Regions from separate parts of the Mus musculus genome. Here region 1 is linked to region 2. The links are chromatin contacts, called in public HiChIP or PLAC-seq maps. All regions are on one chromosome and are shown on one strand. The core of a region is the stretch at or near the end of the contact, and the rest is flanking DNA. Distances in the headings are between cores, read along the strand shown. Region 1 holds the start of Mageh1 (melanoma antigen, family H, 1). Region 2 has its middle 60 kb from the start of Usp51.

Evidence for each region. HiChIP or PLAC-seq counts read pairs in DNA pulled down with a chosen protein or histone mark.
Region 1: an H3K4me3 HiChIP or PLAC-seq map of neural progenitor cells shows a contact between it and region 2, with 23 read pairs. The contact joins the promoter of Mageh1 here to the enhancer-like site in region 2. A contact is called at or near these places in 2 of 39 promoter capture datasets (cranial neural crest and embryonic stem cells), 5 of 484 Hi-C or Micro-C datasets (embryonic stem cells and nephron progenitors), 1 of 115 datasets of contacts at active chromatin or transcription factors (neural progenitor cells) and 1 of 9 other capture datasets (adipose tissue).

What each region holds. Positions count from the first base shown.
Region 1 is chrX:153,035,677-153,040,799 of GRCm38.p6, forward strand. Mageh1 (melanoma antigen, family H, 1) reads right to left here and starts at 1,887. Exons shown (of 1, transcript NM_023788.3): 1 at 490-1,887. The coding sequence starts at 1,662. The coding sequence ends at 1,006. 9530051G07Rik (RIKEN cDNA 9530051G07 gene) reads left to right here and starts at 1,953. Exons shown (of 4, transcript NR_040272.1): 1 at 1,953-2,018; 2 at 2,763-3,108.
Region 2 is chrX:152,943,961-152,949,141 of GRCm38.p6, forward strand. No RefSeq gene overlaps it. Among named protein-coding and RNA genes, the nearest start is that of Usp51, 60 kb to the right of the region's middle. Within about 2 kb of position 2,436, at least 19 of the 459 cell types and tissues checked have an H3K27ac peak or open chromatin away from gene starts, as enhancers often do. A contact at or near this core is called in neural progenitor cells, where this site is marked.

The sequences.
Region 1 (5,123 bases), core at 637-3,136, 91 kb after region 2:
TAAGGACCCCAAGGATCTTCTTAGTCTCTTCCATTTCTCTTACTGCTACTCCACAGCAGTCTATTTTTACCCTACCATCCTCTCTCAAGATAATTTTAGTGTCGTTTCTACTTCTTTATTATTTTAGAATGTTTTCAGGTCTTTGCCAATGGCTCCTGTCAAGGTCTGTTAAGTATCCAGTTCCACACTCAATACCAAGTAATATGGCCACCCTTCCTACTGTCTTCTGCATTCTAGAAATGCTCCTTGGGTTTTAAAGCATCCTGTGATACCCTCTTTTTTTCTGTTCTATTCCCCAAATGATGTCATCAGTTTGTCTTCCTTCTCCTTAGTCCCTGCCCATTCCCTACAACACTTACTGCATTTCCATTCCCCACCCCCTCCCACAATCTTGAAATTTCTTGGAAACTAGATGCTTTCTGTTAAGGACTATTCCCAGCATCTAAATTTGGTCCTCATTTAACAGGTGGACAATAAATGAACAAAACATTCTGTTTACTATGCTTTTATTTATACTATTTGCACAGTGAGCATATTTACAAATGTGTTCCATTACAAGACATCAGACACAAGGGAAAGACAGAACAAATCTGTAATCTTCTTCCACTCACACTTTACTGGTTATTCCAAACTTTCAAAGAACAGCCTCTCAGTGGTACTTTCTATCCATCACACAACATGACACAAAGACTTCATTTAATAAGGTTAGCACAGCTGTTAATATCAAATGCCAACGACAGAAAAAAATAACATAAACTTTTCCTCAAGTATATATTTAAACATATTGTGATTCTTAGTCAACAGTGTTATAAAATGAATACAAGATAACAATATCTATAGCAAACACTACTTTGCAGTTTAACAATTAGCACTGGTCACAAATACCAAATACAGTGCCCTCCCCACCCTCCACAACCTTTTGAATTCAGGACCCTGCCTATCTACTCCATGGAGCAGATACTTTGGATTCTCTTTTCCACTCCTAAGGGTTTGCCTAGGATCTCTCTATGGAGCAGAATAACCCCTAGCACCCGAATTGAGAATAGCCTCAACCTCTGCATCATCATCTGAATCCCAGTCATAGTTACATGGCCAGTCTTTGGAGCATCGGTTCCGAACTCTTGCCACAAAATGCATGACTTTCAGCTTGCTAGATTCCACGTGTGCTCGAGGGCCCCAGAAGAACTCATACTCCACTGGACTGCTGCGGGGCACTGGCTTATAAATCAGATACCCTCTGCGCACAAACTCTTCTGTAACGACCTTCTTCGGATCTCCAAAGATGCTGTGCTGCCTCCCAGGCTGCATCCCTAACTTCCCCAGCACTTTCCACACCAGGGCCTCCTTTGCGCTGTTGCCCATGATGAAGATGAGGGCTAATATGGACATTAGGAGACTTTTCTTGGTGCCCTGAAAATTGCTCCGGGTAACCGGCTTTTGCACTAGGGCAGTGCTCGAAGCTTCTGAAGGGGTACTGGAGGCCTTCTCCAGGGTGCTTGTGTCTTCCTCCGGGCCGCTCAGGTATTCTTCGGGTGTGCTCGGGGCTACAGAAGCCGCCATCGGGGTCTCTGAAGCCTCTGAGGCCTGGCTCTTGCGATTGTTGCGATTCTCTTCAGCTGCCTTTGCGTTCCGGCGGCGCCGACTCTTCCGTCCCCGAGGCATGGCTCCTGCAAAGCGATGAAAGCCTGCAGCACTTGGAGAAGGCTATTGGCAGCGTCGGAGAAAAGTGGCTATCTTACTCAGGGACGGCCGCTGAACCGCAAACGCCAGCGGAGCCTTTGTGGCAAGGAACCAGTCGCTTTCAGCCACAAAGCCCTTTCCCAGGCAAGCTGACTTGCGCAAGGAGTCGCCGCCCGCACTCCCTGTAGCGCCAAGCGCGCAAGAAACCAGAGCAGCATTGGCCCCGCCCCTCCTGCCACGCACACGCCAAACACCCAAGAGGAAGTGGGACTCTCCCGCACAGGAACTTCCGCTAGCCGAAAGGAAAAGGAGCGGGCTGCATTTTGAGTCCCACAATGGTAGTTAAGACAGCTAGGGGGCGGGGGGTTGCAGGGATTTGTCCTGCGCGCAAGAGAATGTCGGTCTTCTTTAGGCAGGTGCACACATTATCCTATTGGTTCATAGCTTTTGGCAAGCAGTGGGCCCTTCCAGTCTCACCAAAGGCGGGCTGAGAGGGGTGGGGTGGGGTGGGGGAGGGGTGCGGCGGGGCACAGGCTTGCAAGAGGTCAGCTGACCCCAGCCCTCCTTGGCTGCCTTGGCTTACACAGCATATTCACTCTCCCGCCTGGGTTTTCAGAAGGCGTTTATGTGTGGCTAATTAATTCGTGGGCCCATCAGGGACCCGAAGAATAGACTTAATGACCAAAGCGGTGGGTGAGGGGAGGCAGCAGTGCGCAGGAGACGCAGAGCCTGTACCCTGCTACGTGTTCGCCTGGTCAATTAAGCGGGGGCAGTGAGAAGATCAGGCTTAGATTTGCGCAGCCTCACGGAGGCCAGAGTACTTCCTGGCAGGCCACAGAGGAAGCAATTAGAATAAGAAGCAGCTGGATGAAAGTGAGCTGTTGCCATGGGGACTGAGAGACAGAAAGGCATTTGAAGGGAGACCACAGGCAGGCTTCAGACAATGGGTGGGAATGGGGAGCAGAGAGATGGTATGGTGCGGTTGGATCCTGGATTTCTAGGCCGGCCAGCCAGCTTACCTGCCTCGACTCGCTCCCCTCGGTGCACACTCTGAACTTTGTCCACTCCTTCTCTCTGCTCAGGTTCCTCTGCCTGAAATGCCTCCCCTCCATCCTCCACTCTCTAAGTACCACCTGCTTCTCCCAGGCAGCTTCCTCGCTCGCTCAAGTTCATTTCGGCCTGCCCCAAAGAGTAATGAGTCAGTTCCTACTCCCCCAAGGGAGGCCCCATAGCCAGGCATGCTGCTTTTCTTGTGTCATTTGAAGCGTGAACTTGCTCAGATCCTTCACCTCTCTGAGCCTGGCTTTCCCCCTTGAAAGTGGATGTAACTCAAGCACTGGCTTCAGAGTTGTGCGAATTCAACGAAAAGCCTTTACTGCCTAGTAAGCACAGATTTGCCTCTAAGTGCGTTGCAAGCAGCAGCAGCAGGTGAGAGTGGCATTTAAGAAATGCGCCTTGAGGGAATATGTGGTGGAAAGATTTTACATGTGTTCCGTTTTTGAAAAAATGGTTTGGTGTGAGTGTGTGTGTGTGTGTGTGTGTGTGTGTGTGTGTGCGCGCGCGCCCCGTGTGCTTGTGCCCTGTGTGCTGTATACACGAGGGGTTAGCAGAGGGCGTGGGACCCCCTGGGACTGAGTTAGAGGTGCTTGAGATCTGCTCGCTATGGGTGCTGGCAACCTAACTCGATTCCTCTGGAAGAGCAGCAAGTGTTCTCTTAACTGCTGAGCCATTGCTCCCGCCCCTCATATGTGCTCTCAGTTCTTGGAAGGTAAATGGATATTTTCTGCTTGTTTCACTGGAAGGGATGAAGCATGTGTTTGACAGTGTCTCAGCTGGGAATCCTACTGGGAAATTAACCCTGTGGGGCTCATAGACTTTGGCAGCTCCCAGCTTTTTGGTAGAGTTTGTGGACCAGGATATGGCCTTATCTAGCGAATGAACTCTGTGGTGGGTGATGCGTGTCACTGGCAACAGCATTGCCAGCACAACTTGACCCAGTGAGGCTCAGACACCTGTGCGCGGGTAGAAAGGAGATGCCTGCTGGAGAGAAACAGTCATTGAAATCAGAACTGGGAACAAGAGTTTGGGGCTGGTGTGTATCTGTTCCAAGCCTTTGATGAGTTTATTGAACATCCCAGTCCTCTGATTTGTTCTATACAGAAAAAGCTGATCTCTCTGGCTTGGTCTGTCCAGCTTGCTTCCTATCTCTGTGAAAGTTAATGCTAAATACTACTATATTTTCAGTCTTTCTTTTCATTCTTGAGATTATAATTGCAGCAATTCTCCCTTCCTTGTCCTCCCTCCAAACCGTCCCATAAACCCTCCCATACTGTCCTTCCAATTCAGGCTTCTTTTTTTTCCCCACTAATGGTTATTCCCTGAATATATGTATATACATATAGGTATATATTCCTAAATATAACGTGTTCAGTCTGTGCAATGCCATTTGGATGTATGGCTTGGGAGCTGATCATTTAGCACTGGACAAGCAGTTGGTGTGCTCTCCCCTTGGAAAGAGTATTTCTGCTCCCAGATGTCCTTAACCACTTGCAGTTCTTTGTGTAGGGTTGAGACCTCATGTACATTCTCTGTGTTCATTGGTTTCATCCTTGCTCATCGTTCACACTGTCATGTCGGAGAGACTTGATGGGTATGGCTTCTGACATTCCTAGGAGACAGACTCTTACAGCTAACTCTCTGATCCGATGGCTCTTTACAGTCTTTCTGCCACCTCTTCCACGGTGATCCCTGAGCCTTTAGAGAAGGTTTCCTGGACTTAAAGATTTGTCATATTTGTGATTATATACTGTAATATATAGTTATAATTAAAATATACAATAATTTGTTTCCGTTTTGATGCTATTTATGAGAATGTAATTACCAACGTTCACTTTTTTTTTTTTTACTGAAGTTTCTTTTTTTAAGGAAAATGTACTAGTACTTCCTACTTGGTAAATTAATTTGGGGTGTATTTGATGCTGTTCTCCCTTGTGCCACACCAATGGATTGAGGAGTAGGTGCCATTCCCTGTCATTGTCGTCTTCACCTAAATGAACCATTATTTCACTCCAAGGACAGTGCAACCCTCCATGACTCCATAGATAGAGCAGATAACTAATATACAGCCTAAGACCTCAACACCCATCTAGTTTTTCCAAAGAAGTTAGTGGGAACAAGGTTTAGGCTCTAGGCTATTTTTGCTAAGCCAGAAACAGAGAGGAGAGGGGCGTGGAGAGGCCTGGATCCTATAGTGTTTCCTAGCTATCAGAGAAAGACAATTACATATAAGCTTAGAAGTCGTGACATCCAAAGAGAAATCTCTTGAGCTCAGTTCCAGATTCTACATATGAGATTAAAATCCTTGATATGTTGTTGAACCACTGCTATCTATGAAATCCTGGGGACTATGCTTTTCAGGCAATTCTTTTCAGAAGGGACTAAAT
Region 2 (5,181 bases), core at 1,186-3,685:
TACAGAGCTCTTCTTGAGGTTTTTGCTAAAACTTCAATTGTAACCCATCACCTATCAGTTGTCTACAAGCATTATCACTAGGGCTGGAGATATGCTTCCAGGGTAGTTAACCCACACAACTAATGGCAGAGGCTTCAATTACTCACTTTGAGTCACCCCATACAGGAGAAATACACAAACAGAGGAGAGGCAGGGAGACCAGAAGAGAGAGGGGGAGAGAAGGAAAGGGAAGGAGCCACTAAATGCTGTAATGCTAACACTTAAGCTGATTGTGAGTTCTAGGCCAGCCTGGGCAAAGGAGGGAGAGGGGAGAGGGGAGAGGGGAGAGGGGAGAGGGGAGAGGGGAGAGGGGAGAGGGGAGAGGGGAGAGGGGAGAGGGGAGAGGGGAGAGGGGAGAGGGAGAGGGGAGAGGGGAGAGGGGAGAGGGGAGAGGGGAGAGGGGAGAGGGGAGAGGGGAGAGGGGAGAGGGAGAGGGGAGAGGGGAGAGGGGAGAGGGGAGAGGGGAGAGGGGAGAGGGGAGAGGGGAGAGGGGAGAGGGGAGAGGGGAGAGAGATCTGCATTGATTTTCAAAGTGGCTGAACCAGTTTACTTTCCCAGCAACTGTTTAAGAGTTCCCTATTTCCACATCCTCCCCAGCATCTGTTGTCATTTGTTTTCTTCAAAATAGACATCTTGAGCAGAGTGAGATAGTTCATATCTAGAATGGAGTTTCATTAAGCCATAAGAAAAATGGTATTACATTTGCAGAAAGTACATGGAACTGGAGGTCAGTAGGTTAAATGAAATATGCCAAAATCAGAAAGGCAAATATCATCTGTGTTCTCTCATATGAGAGAGAGTGTGCACATACATGTGTAGGATATGAAAGTAAAGGAGAGACCATGAAAAGGGAGAAACAGATATTGAGAGGGGACAGTAGAAATCCCTAGAAGACAATATTGCTACTTAGGTAATGTAGGAATGGTCATGATTCTCTTTTCACATGAGCCACATTCTGTCACTTGCACAAGGGTTGTTCTTGTAGATTAAATATAAACTTAGTGTTTGATATCTAGACACATAGACTCTTATTTCCTCCCCAGGCACCAAATCTGAACAAGGATCCAAGAATTTTCAGGCTTTCCATAAAGAATTTGTCTTTATCAAGGCAGCCATGAAGATATGAGGGAGTAGAGGTTCAGGGTTTTGCTGGAAAAATCCCTCATTTCTCATGCTTCTTTCATGGTTTTCTTCTCGGACTCCAATCAACCACCCTTTGTCTTTATTTCTTTATTCTTCTCCTAGGCAGCCTCAAATTTTTCCTGGACCTGATCTATTTAGTTATGAGCATCCACTTCACCCCACCACAGTAGAACAGTTATAAATAAATTACTTCTATCTGCCAATTTATAAGGGTAAATCTGACCCCCTGACTATTAATAGATTATCTAAAGGGCCATTATGTATTCTAGTGCTAAAGACAGCACTTAGCAAAACTTGCTAGTTTACATTGTATATACATGTGCATTTTTCCTAATGGATGCCTGCACAGTATAAACCAACAAGTTAGTTGTGGCTAGGTAAGATGGATACATTGAGTCTCATGGATCTTATTACCTGTACTCAGATAACTGAAAATTTATATTAATATATATGCTCACAGTTACTATAGATATAGATATGTAGACATATGTACATGTGTGTACATACCTGTGTAAGTATAATGTATGTGCATAAACAACTAGTAGAAATGTAACAAAATAAAAAATACATATGGCAAGATACCTAGGTCAGTTAGACTCACAGAAATGGCCTCTGACCCTTGAGATGCATTATAAATGCTGTGCTGATTGTAAATGTATAATTGCTTCATAGAGTTCTGCCAGCTGTGGCAAGCAGGCATTTCAATTCTGCATTCATGCAGCATTTAAAATTCTCACTGGATCATCAATTAAGTTCGATACAGAAGTTGATGTATATTAGGAAGATTTGTTATCACCATCTCCTTATTCTCTTGATGTCAGTAACAATGGATGGGCCCATATGAAGTGTCAGGTGCATTTTAGTTATGTTATCTAAATTACTCCTCATGGTGTCCTTCTGAGATGAATGTAATGATTATGTTTTACAAATGAGGAATATGAGACATAGGGAGATTAGTGATTGACAAAAGGTCAAAGAGCCCGAGAGGTGAATATATCTGCTTGTTCCAGAGATTCTATTTTTACCACTGGATTATAATGCCCTCTGATATTTGGCATTCTGACTTGAGGAAAAAAGAAAAAAGAACCCAGCCCCAAATGTGAAGATTACATTTTACGTGGAGAGTGGTATTTTCCATTACCAAGAGGCTCAGCTACATTTTACCAGGGACATAACGTGAAGACAGTGCAAAGAGAAAATAGCTGGATGACGAGTGGGTTTGCTAAGCAACAGCTTATTAAATCTAGTGAAACCATGGTGATGGAACACTGTGGTCCCAGACATGCACTTACTTAACACTGAAAAGCACAGACACAGCTATTGGGAACATCTGGGAAGATAAATCAGGACTCCCAGCCTTTGAAAACAGAAAACCTCATCAATATTGCTATTATCACAACACATGATGCCAAAATCCAAGCAAAGAAGCTTACAGACTCATAATTAAAAATGTCATTGTTATACATGAAGATGAGTTTTAATTTTTTTCTTGACAGTCTCTACTTGCCTTACGAAGCAGAATTATCTCATTTTGATTTTTTAAAATGGTAGGTACTATATAATGAATTGATCACTTTGGATTTTAGTGTTTGCAGGATGCTTTTTTGTTTCATTTTTTTTTAATCATGTGTATGTGCACATGCATGCCACAACATAAAATCATTTACAGATATAATAAAACAGGAAATGAATTTGATAAGTGATGTGGTGTGAGAATTTCATGTAGCTAATAGACTCACCCAGAGATGAAGAGCTCTAGACATTTAACAACTGCTCTTAGAGGAGGACAAGGTCCTGACAGGTGATAGTCCCAGGTGCTCAGCTCAGCCTTCAAAGCCGTACATACATAAGAGAAGAACACAATGGACTCAGCAGGCTCTATAATGCATTTATATGTCTATGTAATAACAATAATCAAAGAAGATGAGATCATGAATTTGAGGTGTTTGGGGTGGAAGGAGGGTGAAAATTATGTATATAAAACGCAAGTGTATGAAATTCTAAAAAAATAAATAAAGTGTCTGATAGTTCTCATTTCTCTCTCATGTGTTAAATAAGCAAGCAACTGGTAGAATAGATCAAATTTTCTTCACCAGTGTCGAATATATTCAAATCACACCATAAAATCCAGTATATCTTCAAGACATTTAAAATGTTTAATTGTTAACCATATTAACCATATTAAACTCATAAGTTCTATAACACACTTTTTTCTGTTTTACTGATTTTTTTCTTACAGTTTTTCTATTGTGTATGTCATTTTTTCCATACTAATTTCATTTTGTACAGCTGCTCATTTCTCCATATATTTACAACAGTCTTTGTTTCTGTGGACTATGGTACTGTCATGGTGTGTGTGTGTGTGTGTGTGTGTGTGTGTGTGTGTGTGTGTGTGTGTGTAATTGTCTCTGTGTGTAACCTTTCTGTTAACTAAAAATGTTCATCATTACAAAAGCTTCTTCCCTTTCTCTACCAGTTATTTTCATCTTAAAATTTATTAGTTTGATATATTAATTCCAGTTCTCTCTTTCTTTGTTGTTTTATTTTCTTTTTCATTTACTCTTTGAAAATGTCATTCACCTGCTCCACCCTCTTATCCCCCTTCCATCTCCTAGGCTCCCTCCTTCAAGCACACCCCCACCTCCCCAGTTGCAGGGTTCTTTGATTGTTTTACTTTGGTTGGTTTTGCTGGTTACCCACTGGGTTTAAGCAGGTTTGCCAACAGGAGTATGGCTGTGAAGTTATCCACAGCCACAGGACAATTCACACCACTAAAGTTAATGACTCCCCTCCACCAGCACCAATTAGCTGCTGTCATGGTTGGTTTTAATGTCAAGTTGCTACAAATTAGATTCACTTGAGCAGGGATCCTCACCTAAAGAATTGTTCCTTTGATTTCCTTGATTGAAATAGGGAGAACCCACCCCAAATACATCGTAGCTGTACAATTTACATCCTCTTATATTGTATTGCCATCAGTATAGTTTCACAATTATTGTTTTCTATGATTGCCTCTTAAATTTGAAGAAAACATTGACAACAGAGTACTGTCTTTTATATTTGTTTGGGCATGACCTTTTACTATTAATTAACGTTTAACCATTTGAAATTTGTAATATGTGTCTAGTTGTTTCATTTTCCCATAAAAGACTCCCTCTCATACTTGTTTATAATAAATGATGTCTTGTTGCTTAAGACAAACTAAAAAAATCCTTTTGCATCAGTCTCTTGAGTGGATCTACAAGTCCGTATTGCCCCAGCCAGCTCCTTTAGCAGTTTTTGCAGAAAAGAATTGCTAGTGACGCATTGCCTCAATATGTTTATCAGATAGTATCTTGATTATTCCTTCAGTTTTGAAGGATATGGTTTTGCAGATATGTATTTTTAGTCCGTTTCTTTCATCGTTTGAATATGTTGTTCACAAGCAATCTGGTTTCCATGGTTTCTAATAAGTTTGTTATACCTTGAATTTGATGAGTCACTTCGCTAGCTGCATTTGGATTTTTTTCTTTTCCCTTGCCTTCTTAATCTTTTAAAATTATATTACATTATTTAGTGTGTGTGTATGTATATGTGTGCACGTACATGCACGTGGGTGGTGTATGTGTGGGAAGGTTATACATGTGCCACAGCAAACCTGTGGAAATCAAAGGACTATTTGTGGGAGTCGGTTCTCTTCTCCCAGCACTTGGGCCCCAGATATTGAATGCAAGGATCATGCTTAGCTACAAGCACACTTACCAGCTGAATCATCTTGCTGGCTCCTTAATTTTTATTTCTATTTACATGCATTAGTTGTACAAATTGATATTTTCTAGCATGACTTTTCATACATGCAACCAACACACATTGATCAAATTCAACCTCCTTTGAGAACCTTCATCTACACATCAGTCTTTGTCTTTTGGATGATTTAAATATGATGCCTTCAGCTCTTTTAAAACATATATATTTGTAATTATCCTTTGAGAATTTCATACACGGATACAATGTATTTTG